2 separate regions of the Callithrix jacchus genome follow, and region 2 is linked to region 1. A link is a contact called in public Hi-C data. All regions are on one chromosome and are shown on one strand. The core of a region is the stretch at or near the end of the contact, and the rest is flanking DNA. Distances in the headings are between cores, read along the strand shown.

Evidence for each region. A called contact is a pair of places that touch in the nucleus more often than the background predicts.
Region 2: a contact with region 1 is called in a Hi-C map of skeletal muscle, with 4 times the contacts expected there. The contact joins the promoter of SLC25A34 here to the promoter of DDI2 in region 1. A contact is called at or near these places in 2 of 3 Hi-C or Micro-C datasets (both in skeletal muscle).

What each region holds. Positions count from the first base shown.
Region 1 is chr7:52,940,715-52,946,228 of calJac240_pri, reverse strand. DDI2 (DDI proteasomal shuttling factor 2) reads right to left here and starts at 3,178. Exons shown (of 10, transcript XM_078330439.1): 1 at 2,816-3,178. The coding sequence starts at 2,953.
Region 2 is chr7:53,069,464-53,074,977 of calJac240_pri, reverse strand. It overlaps SLC25A34 (solute carrier family 25 member 34), which reads right to left and starts at 3,270. Exons shown (of 4, transcript XM_035307846.3): 1 at 2,691-3,270; 2 at 1,315-1,380; 3 at 1,061-1,213; 4 at 1-128. The coding sequence starts at 3,110. It overlaps PLEKHM2 (pleckstrin homology and RUN domain containing M2), which reads right to left. Exons shown (of 20, transcript XR_621569.5): 20 at 4,032-4,990.

The sequences.
Region 1 (5,514 bases), core at 1,929-4,428:
AACACTCAGGTGAAACACTGAATTCTAGACCAGTCATCACTAATGCAGGGCAAGACAATTCTTTAAGGGTATAGAAAGAAAGAGAGTATTCGAATTTTAATTTCTATCTTAGTTCATCCTTCCTTAAATTCCATTTTGTGTCTGTGTACAATATTGCTTTACATATATAATGTATTATATATGCATATATAATGCATGTAACATGTTTCGTGTATCATGTATTATACATGGCCATATATAATGCATACAATGTATCCGTTTATGCATATAATGTGTTATATAATAACAGGAGCATAATCTGAAACATTTTACTGATAAGGATACATGAATGTAAGTTTGGGCACCAGTGGTCTGGACGCATAGTGGCAGAAAAAAATTGCCAGGAAATGGAGTCAGAAATGAGAGGTGAAGGAATGGGAATGGAGAGGGTAAACAAGAGGAGGAGTTAAAACACTGTAAGAAAGGAAGGGAAGATGAGTAATGAGAGAACCACGGGAGGTAATGGGGGGGGGGCGCTCAAGTAAGTGAACAGATATATTTGTGGTTAAAAACTATAATGATGTTTACTTTTATGATTTGATGAAAGGAAATGACTCAAGTGTCTAGGGTGGATCCTGTTCCTGCCTGATGGGCAAGCAAGTGAAAGACAACCGACCACCAGACACCTTAAAATAGATACTGTGTTGTCAGGTTACAATGGAGCCAACAGAACAGACTGGAAAAACAGGAGCTGTTTATGGCTATCTAATACAGGCTTAACACCAGTTGGAACCTAAGTTTCTATATGCTAATTTGCCTTGGGAAAGAAGTAAATGCCTTAGCACTGACATAATGCACAAGAAAGAATTTTGAGTTAGCCTATATTCAATTACTAAGGTATTCCTAACTTTCCCAACTGGCAGAGGACAATGCCTGCCCTGACCACACAATAAATGGTCTTTTGCGACGGTTATAACAAGAAATTTAAGTAAATTAAAGGAGGCATCAGATATCCCTTTACTTTACTTATTAAATTCCTTGTTAAAGCCATCACAACAGTGCATAAATGGAAACAACCTCAACCTATCTTTTCCCAAGCCCTAACAACAAAACCAATTTACATTTTAATTTTTTATTTTCCCTACCAGGTGATTATAACCAGGGTACTATAACAGCTAGAGAAAAAAACCACACACACAATTGAAAAAGCCACTATCAAAAAATTGAAGAGTTGGCCGGTCTCAATGGCTCATGCCTGTAATCCCTGCACTTTGGGAGGCCGAGGCAGGAACACTTGAGGTCAGGAGTTTGAGATCAGTCTGGCCAACTTGATGAAACCCATCTCTACTAAAAAAAAAAAAAAAAAAAAAAAAAAAAAATTAGCTGGGCGTGGCGTCCCGCGCCTGTAGTCCCAGATACTCTGGAGACTGAGGCAGAAGAATCGCTTGAACTTCGGAGGTGGAGGTTACAGTGAGCCGAGATTGCACCACTGCACTCCAACCTGGTCGACAGAGCAAGACGCCGTCTCAAAAAAAAAAAAAAAAAAAAAAAAAACTCAAGAGTTGATTTCCCCTCTCTATTTAAACAGTCCTTTCCTAGTTTTCCACATGAGGCATTCACTGACAGGAACTGGTTCTTAAGCTTTTGTGGATGAACTTTTAAAATTCTTTCTGAATAGCTTTATGCCAAGGTTCTAAAGTTCACATTGTGTAAAGGAATCACACTTTCTTTACCATAAGACAGCAGAACAAGCTGTAGTTGGGCAATCGGTTTGGAAACTATTTCATAACTGCAGTAGAAAATCAAGATTTCCATTACGGAGCCTTGGGAGACCTGTATAATTTTCTTAAATGTTTAGACTTTGTTCTCCAGGCTAACTTTATCAAGTCATAATCTAAATGTTTTAGTGTTAAGGTTACAGCATTGTTGTCACCTCCCACTGATGAAGACTAGTGGCAGTCCCAAGGCATTTTAAGAATTACTTTGCTTAAAAATATGAGGCTGAACTTCTTTCCAGCAAGCTGAGTAGGGAAATGAAACCACCGAACAGCAATGATACTAGGCCGTTTCTAAGTAAATATCCTTTTAAAGCACTGAGCTTTGAACTGACCCAAACTCTGAACTGTGACCTGAAAGAAAAAGGGCCTTCTGGCTTCCTACCAGGGTAGAACCGAAAGAAACAAACAGTTTGACCTGAACCAATAGGTAGTTTTTCAAAAGAATTTAACCAGAAACGCATATCCTGGGTAAAAGAGCATTTCCAAAGACCCCAAAACGAGGTAGTGCACGTCTAAAACTTTTTTTCTTTCACCGGAAGTGCAAATCTGTGTATTTAAAGGCAAGCTGCGTATATTTAAGCAGAAACCCTCACAAAAAAAAAAAAAAAAAAAAGCAGAGGAACATCTATCTACCACAGTGATCCAAACTGGTATTTCTGGTTTGCAGGATGTATGAACCCTAGCAAACCCAGAGCTGTTTCTGAGGTCCACAACGATATCCCACATTCGGGATAGGAAAGAGAAAAGGGGCCAAAGAGGCAAAGGTAGGGAGGGCTAGGGCTGCTAAACAGTCCAAGCGCCCCTCACGTTGCAGTGGGTGCGTCTGCGGTCAGGTTCTCCGCTCCCTATCCTCGTACCCCACCCCACGTTCGGGGCGTGTGAGGGCAGCTACCGATGCCAGCTCCCCAGCTCCGTCCCGGATGCGGGGGTGAGCTGAGAATGGCTATCCCTGCTCCCCCCCAGCCCCCAATTCTTCACCATTAGCGAAGGGCGGGAGTTGGGCCCCGAGGCGGGGAGGGCTTAGCTCCGGGACAGGCCCCGCTCGCTGCCCGGCGTACCTGGCTCTCGGCTGCGGGGATGCCAGACTCGAGCTCGCACAGTGCGCGGAAGTTGTGCAGCTCAAAGTCGGCGTCGACCTGGAGGGAAAAGGTCACCTCGGAGAGGTCCCTCCGCACACAGTACACGGTGAGCAGCATGGCCCGGGCCCGACCCGGCTCGGCTCGGCCCGGCCTGGGCGCTGGGCGCAGGGGAAGAGGCGGCGGTGTGGCCTGGCTGGTGCTGCGGGAGGACGGCGCGGGCTGCTCGCTCGCTCCTTCCCTCACACACGCTCAGTGAGTCACTCCCTCCCGCCCTCACTAACAAGCACGGCCGCCGCCACCCGCCTGCGAGTCCGTCTGCCTGCCAGCCAGCCTCCCACTACTGCCGCCAAGCGCGCCGGCGGTCCGGCGCCCCGCCCCGCCGCAACGCGGCTGCCGTAAAGCCCGCCTCGCCGTCCCCGCCTTCGCGACGCAGCGGGAGGCGGGGCCGGGAAGGGGAGGATGGGGGCGGGGAAGGGGAGGAGGAAGCCCGGAGAGGATGAGAGGGGGAGGAGTGGGAAGGGGCGTGGGAGGAAAGAGGGAGGAAGGGCGAGAAAAGGGGAGGGAAGGAAAGGAACGCGGAGAAGGAAAACTCTGCTGAATGGTTGACTTAATCACAGAGATCTGTTGAGGCCCAATCTCGTTTATTCACAGAACAGGCATTGATTAAGCGCCTACCATGTGCCGGGCGCTGATGATGCGGAAATGAATTTTAAAAATCCTTCTCCATATTTCTCAATCTAGTACAGGAGTTGGTTCTAAAACGTATTTTTCGAGGTAGAAACTGAGGCTCCGAGACAGTAATTCACTTCCTGTCCCAATGATTTAGGATTAAAACCCAAATCACTACCCTCCCTAGGTTATAGAAGCCAGCTGGCTGTGGCCCACGCCTACCTCCTAGCCCCTTCTCCTGAACCCTTTCCACATTCTCAGCCCTCCCAGTCACGTAGCTCAGTTCCTCCAAGGCTCCATTCCCCTGTCTTGTAAATAATTTTCTCTCCACTTGGACTATGTATGTTTCCTAGCCCTAGCAACTCCCACCACCTAGCGCAGTGCCATTTTGGGCACAGCTTAGAATCTGCTCAATAAATATGTGCTACTTTAATGGCCTGTTTAAGGCACATAGCTGATGAGTGGTACAGGCCCAGAACTAACGTGTGGATGGGTAAGAAAACCAAAACTGAAAGATGAATTTGTAATGGATGCCAGATTAGCATCTTTCCATTTACTCCCACTCTCCCGTCCATGTAGGGAGCCCTCTTCCATTATAACAGGAGAGAAGGAGTAAATAAGATGGCTGTGGGTGCAGGTAAGTAGGTAGTTAAGTAGGCTGTTGGTGGCAGGAAAGGGAGAATTAGCAGCTGAAGGCTGTTACAAAGAAAGAAAGTAGCCGGGCCCGGTGGCTCACGGCTGTAATCCGAATACTTCGGGAGACTGAGGCGGGTGGATCACGGGGACAGGGATTGGAGACCAGCCTGATCAACATGGTGAAACCCCGTCTGTACTAAAAATACATATACATACATATATATATTCGCTGGGCGTGGTGGCGTACGCCTGTAATCCCAGCTACTCGGAAGGCTGCCTGCCAGCCTTGAGAATTGCTTGAACCGGGGAGGCGGAAGTTGCAGTGAGCCAAGATCACGCCATTACACTCCAGCCTGGGCAACAAGAGCAAAATTCTGTCTCAAAAAAAAGAAAGAAAAGCGAGAGAGAGAAAGTAGAGGAGCAGGGGATTGAAGAGAATGCTTATATCCCCTACAAGCAACAGAAAGCTTGACTATCAGTGGCTTAAACAAAGGAGGGTTTATTTTCTCAGAGGAGAGAAGGCCTGGAGGTAGACAATAGCATTGGTTGAGTGGCTCGATGACATCAGGGCCAATGCTTCTGTAACTGACATTTTCTTGAGGATTGTAATATATGGCTGGCTGCCTCCACTCCGTGCATCATTTTCCTATTCAAGGAAAAAGCTTGCCGGAAGTCCCTGTGCCAATTTTTGCTTACATCTCACTGGACAGAATTGTGTCACAAAGACTCAAGAGAGGCTAGGAAAGTGAGTATTTAGCTTTGCCTAAAGGACATAAACAGGGAGAAAGGGGATTGGGCATGGGTATTAGGAAAGACATACACAGTGCCTTCTGCAGTGAAGATTTGAAATAACCATTGCAAATTGAATCAAGTTTAGCAGAGAAATGTTATAGGACTGCCCAGTGGTGGTATCAAGGAATCAGATGAGACTGAAATCATTGATTAATTGTTGTTAAATTTGTTCTAGCTGTGCTCAGTTTCCCTGGGCTGGCAGATTTCGTTCTCCAAAGACGGCCATGACAGTGTCTCCCATCCTATATGCTCTTCCTACAATGTAATTATGACATTCCTCCCTTTCAGAAGTGGGGTGTTTGTACCTCCCTTAGAATCGTGGCTCAGCACTAACTCTGGCTTAAGTAACATTATGTATGTGATTTCCCTTCTTTTTTTTTTTTTGAGACAGGGTTTTGCTCTGTCACCCAGGTTGGAGTGCCATGACACAATCATGGCTCACTGCAGCCTCCACTTCCCAGGCTCAAGCAATCCCTCCAGCTCAGCCTCCCCAGCAGCTGGAACACAGGTGTGCACCACAACACGTAGCTATTTTTTTTTTTTTTTTTTTTTAGTAGAGATGAGGTCTTGCTCTGTTGCCC
Region 2 (5,514 bases), core at 2,021-4,520, 130 kb before region 1:
AGCATGCTGAGGATGGTGTGGGGGCCCAGGCGCAGGTAGGCGGGGCCCAGGCCTTTGTAGAGTGCCAGGGGGCCCTCCTGCCGCCAGATCTTCACCATGCAGTTGGTGAGGCCCCCATACAGCTGGCCCTGGGGACAGACATGGGGGGGGTGTCACTACAGGGACCGTGGGGCCCTGGCTCACACCACATCTTGGCACAAGGGTCAATTTCACCCCTGCACACCCTGTGGACAGCACCTTTGATTGGACACATCTGTGAGGCTGCTGGGAAGGCTGTGGGATCAGGCCTGAATTCTAGTACTGGCTCTTCCACTTACCAGCTGGGGGACCTCATGCAAGTCACTTCATCTGTCTCAACCGGTTTCCTCATCAGGAAGATGAATGTGATTATAAGGATAGAATAAAATCTGGTTGTGAAAGTGCTTAGCCTGTGCCTGGGACATGGGGGCTCAGCAAACAAGCCCAGTTAGTGTTTGCATACATGGCCCGTGTCTGTGTGTCTCTGGCTCTGTGTGTGTGTGTGTGTGTTGGGGGGTGTTCCCAGCTCCCCACATCCTCCCCTAGACCCATCCCTGCTCACCCTGCCAGCTCTGTCCACTGGCTGATTGTATAGCCGCGTGCTGGCCACATCAAAGGGGGTCATGACGACAACCACGGCTATGCTGCTGATCATGCCCCCAGCCAGGGCCACCAGCCAGCTGTCCGCCGGGAGCCACTGTGGGGATGGCACAGGTGCTGACCCCTGCAAATGCCCTCTACCCACCCACGTGGTGCCCTCCCAGCCTCCTACTACCCAGGGGCTAGAAGGGCTGTGGAAAGGGGAGCAGATGAGGCCCCTCTAGGCATCCCCCAGCCCTGCCACCCTGAGCTCCTTCTCAGCTTTGGGGTTCACTGCTGACCTCCTACTCTTGCTGGTACCAAGGTCTGGAGTCACCACTCTGAGGGCAGAGGCGGGGCCCCATCTGTTGCCACCCCCAGTCTTCTCCATGTGGAAGGAGGCAGGTGGCCCCTCAATCCCGTGTGTCTGTGTGGGTGGGCACAGGTGCCCCCCGCTCCTCACCTGTTGCTCCTGCACCCAGGCCTTGGCAGAGGTGAAGGTGGCCAGCTGGGCAGCTGAGCCCACCATGACTCGGGGCACAGCCCCACCCACGCCCTGCCACAGCCCGACCAGGCCCTGCTGCCGCCAGATGGTCTCCAAGGCACCCAGGAGGGTCTGTGGGGAGAGGGATCAGGGTCACTGGCCAGCCCCTGCCCAGGCTGGTAGCATGCCCAGTCCATGTCCCCAGGGAGCTCTGGGAGTGACCAGGGCCTCACCTGGTGATTGTGCTGGTGTCCTACAGCCATCTCGGCCACTGTCTGGGCTTGCAGCTGTGTTTTGATCTGTGGGAGCAGAGGGGACATGGGGTTTGGGGATGGAGCTTGGGAGAGCTGGGACGAGCTGTGTGTGTTGAGGGTTCCCCCACCTCTGTGCCTCTGAAACTCAGAGCTCCATGGTCCCAAGCCTAAAGCTTAGGGGTGCTGTGGAATAGGGTGGAGGTGCAGCTCTAGGGTCAGCCTGGGTTTTGCATCTCGGTGTGACTTGGAGCAAGTCACCGAATCTTCTCTGAGTGGTTCTGTCACGGGAAAGCTGTTCTGAGGATTAAGTGAGACGATGACTGTCCAGCACCAGCCGAGGAGGTGAGCCTTTCTCAAGGGGAGCTTTTTCTTCTGTGGCCAGGCTGGAGTGCAGTGCCACGATCTCGGCTCACTGCAACCTCTGCCTCCTGGGCCCAGGCAATTCTCCTGCCTCCACCTCCTCAGTAGCTGGGATTATTGGCATGCACCACCATGCCCAGCTAATTTTTATACTTTTTAGTAAAGACAGGATTTCACCCTGTTGGTCAGTGTGGTCTCAAACTCTTGACCTCAGGTGATCTGCCCACCTCGGCCTCCCAAAGTGCTGGGAATACTGGCATGAGTCACTGTGCCCCTTCCAGGGGTAGCTTTTTTCAAAAAAATATTTTTTTGGGGTGGTCCTGAGGTGCCCCTGCAGAGTGCACAAGAGGAGGAGGCCATCAAGGGTAGCTTTCATTCTTTTGTTTGTTTTGTTTTGTTTTTTGAGATGGAGTCTCACTGTTGCCCAGGCTGGAGTGCAGTAGTGTGATCCTGGCTCACTGCAACCTCCACTTCCCAGGTTCAAGCAATTCTCCTGCCTCAGCCTCCTGAGCAGATGGGATTATAGGCACGTGCCACCACACCTGCTAATTTTTATATTTTTAGTAGAGACAGGGTTTCACTATGTTGGTCAGGCTAGTCTCGAACTCCTGACCTTGTGATCCTCCCACCTCAGCCTCCCAAAGTGCTGGGATTACAGGTATACCCCACTGCGCCCAGCCGGGTAGCTTTTATTGTTAACATATACGAGGCCACACAGGAAGAGACGTAACCCAGCCAGGATTTGAGCCAACACATCTGCCACCCTCTGCCCCTCCCCTGGTTTAGGACCAGTGGGGCAGGGTCCCCAGGAGAGCATCGATCAGGGCTCTCCTGGGCCAAGAGGCAGATTCCAGGCCTGGGCCAGGATGTTCCAGGGAGCAGCCCCGCCCAGACTGCCCTACCCCACCCAGGTCCACTGAGCCTAGCCTTGCAGGCTGCCGGGCCCCTGTGGGATATGGGTCACGGGATGGTGGAGGATGGAGACAAGGACTCACCAGGTAAGCAGGGCTCCCCACGAAGGCTCCTAGGGCCCCTGCCACGGCTCCCGCAACCACAGTGCCTCCTGGCTGCTGCGTGAGGCCAGCCTGGCATGCCAGGCTGTAGCAGTAGAAACGGACGCTGTTCATGAGGCCTTGGTACAGCAGCCCGGCAGCCAGCCCCTTCTGCAGGCCCCACAGCCCGTCTGCTCGGGCCACAGCAGCCACAGAGGCCATGAAGCCCCGGTAGGGCCGTGGGTAGGTGCCCTGGGCTTGCAGCTCCCCCTGCAATTGCAGCCGCGTCTTCACCACCTCCAGGGGGTTGGTGAAGACACAGGCCAGGCAGCAGGCCGAGGCACCCAGCACCAGGTCCACTACTGGGGGCACCGTCTCCCCAGCCTCCGGGCCAGTGGCCTTCTGTGCCCGGGTCAGGGGCATGGCACAGGACCTGTGGTGGTGGCGTTTAGGCTGTCTGTAACTTCACAGGGCCATGGGGCTGGGATTTGCCGGGGCCCGAGGCCATGTCTAGAGGGCAAGGGTCCTGGTCTGACAGGCCCGTGGCTGCCTGGAGGCCCTGGTCTATCTCAGGAGTCCACCTGCTCTGCTCAGCTGCTCCAGGGGTCTGTTGGAGCCTTTGACACGCCTCCACCGGCTGTGACCAATCCCAGCTGCCTCTGTCCCCACACTTTCCAGCCAAGGGCGGGCCTGGACCCTGGGATCTGGGGGAAAGGTCACTTGGGACTGGAAGGCGAGCAAGGGTAGGGAGAAGGTTCCAACCAGCACAGGCACCTCCTCCTGGCCTCCCTCTGGTCCTGGGCAAAGGGCTGGCACCACTGCCTTGTCTCTAGCTTAGCCTGTCCAGCTTTGGCAGAGCCCTGGGCAGGGGGCAAGTGACTGGGAGGTCCCTGGCATGGGGTACATGGGCAACACTGACCCTGCCCCACCCATCCCTGATGTGCCCCTGGTGACTGACATCCCCTTTCCAGGACTCAGTCTTCCAGTCTGGCTCCCACCATCTACGGGCCCAGGCTCAGCAGGGGCAGAGGTAGAGAAGGGCTCTGGAGCGCTGGGAGCTGATTGGAATCCCAGGTTCTGCTCTTATGTGCGAACCTGGGCAAGTCACTTCCTCTCAGAGCTTCAATTTCTCTCATTTGTGAAATGGAGGTACTGACATCACTCCAGAAGGTTCTGTGGAGGACTGGCAATGACAAGAGTGGGCCTAGACAGTGCTGCACCCAATAAAAGGCACCCACATCCACTGCTAGCCCCTGTCCCCACTGCCTCTGGCTCTTATGCCCCCCTAGCTTCCCCCAGGACTTCAGGGCCCCTACCATGCTCAAAAAGGGCCAGTGACAAGGCTTGGCAATATAACGTGGATTTTATTTTAAAAAACAAAACCCAAACCACCTGACCCCTTCCCCAGGAGGCTCTTGACAAAACTCTAGGGAAGGGCCTGACTCCAGCCAAGCAGGGGACAGTCAGAAGATGTGTACATGGATGCCAGGCTGGTAGCTCTGCCCTTCTCCAAGCCCCCCATCCACCCATTTTGCTCCTGGGTGCTACAGGCACTGCCGGGTTGAGGGGAGAGGCGGGGCAGGGCCATGGGCATGCAGGGCCTCCTGGCAGCCAGGGAGGCCCGCCGCCCCTGCATCTGGTGAGGCAGGCAGCTATGTGCGCGGTGATGGAGCTAGGAGGAGGAAGCATGCGCAGACACCCCGTGTTCCTGCTTCCCCACGTGGCCAGGGGAGTGTTCAAACACGAACAAGGATGGCTGGGCACTCAGGGCCCCCAGGCAGCCCTGAGCCTCTGCCTGGGCCCCTGACCCAGGAGAGGAAGAGGGGGCTCCCGCTCTTCTGTTTCTTTTGCTCTTCCTTAGATCCATGCTGTTCTCAGTGCCACTCCTCGGATTCTGCAGACGGAGGAGGGCATGCATCTGCAGAGGCCTGTGCCCCCAGTGACCTCCATCTGCCACCTGTCGGGCAGGATGCCCAGGGGTGCTGGGGACCTGTTCTGGATCCCTGGAGTGGAGAGACCCTGCCTTAAGCCACACTCGGTGGTGCTGCCACCGGGGGCAGGGGTGGGCTGCAGGCTTTCAACAGCATGGCGACAGCCGTGACAGTGTGCCTGCTGGTTGGCGCGCCTTCCTTTCCTGCCCACCAGTGATGCCAACCAGCTCTGACTCAGCACCAGGGGTCCCGGGAGGCTCGGCCTCGGCAGAGGCTGTCGCTCCGCTGCCAGGCGCTGTGGATGAGGCTCAAGGCATCCTCGAATTTCTTCTTGTTGGAGGCCTCCTGGATCGCTGCGTGGGGGAGGTCCACCTGTGTTGGGGGCGCGCAGAGAACAGATGAGGGCCGCAGGGGGCTTCAGGGCTTATGGGCCCCAGGCCTGCCTCTGTCAGACCCTCCCCATCACTCTCCAGGAACAGCTTTCACGCTGCTAGGTTCTCCTGCTCTTCCAGGCCCTTGCGCTGAGGATGGGGTAGTGCCTCCTGCAGCCCCTCTGTCCTGGGAAGGCCCCAGCTCTTAGGATGGCCCAGAGAGGCAGGTGCTGCCCTCTGTCGGCTCTGCAGGGAGGATGTCGGTCCTGAGCTGTTCTCTGCCTCTGGCTAGTCCAGGCTTCCACAGGGCTAGCGCATAGCATGTGCTCAAAACCCACTTGTGCAGGCATCTCACGAGCACCCTCCCACACTGGCACTAAGCCTTGAGGACAAGGAAGAGGATACTGCCAATCCTGTGCCCCATCATCTGAACACAGCTGTAGGCCCACCACAATTTGTGCTGTTTGACTGGAACTGAGGTCAGGAATTGAGTTTCTTGGGTTCTGTTTTCAGCTTTGGCTTTAG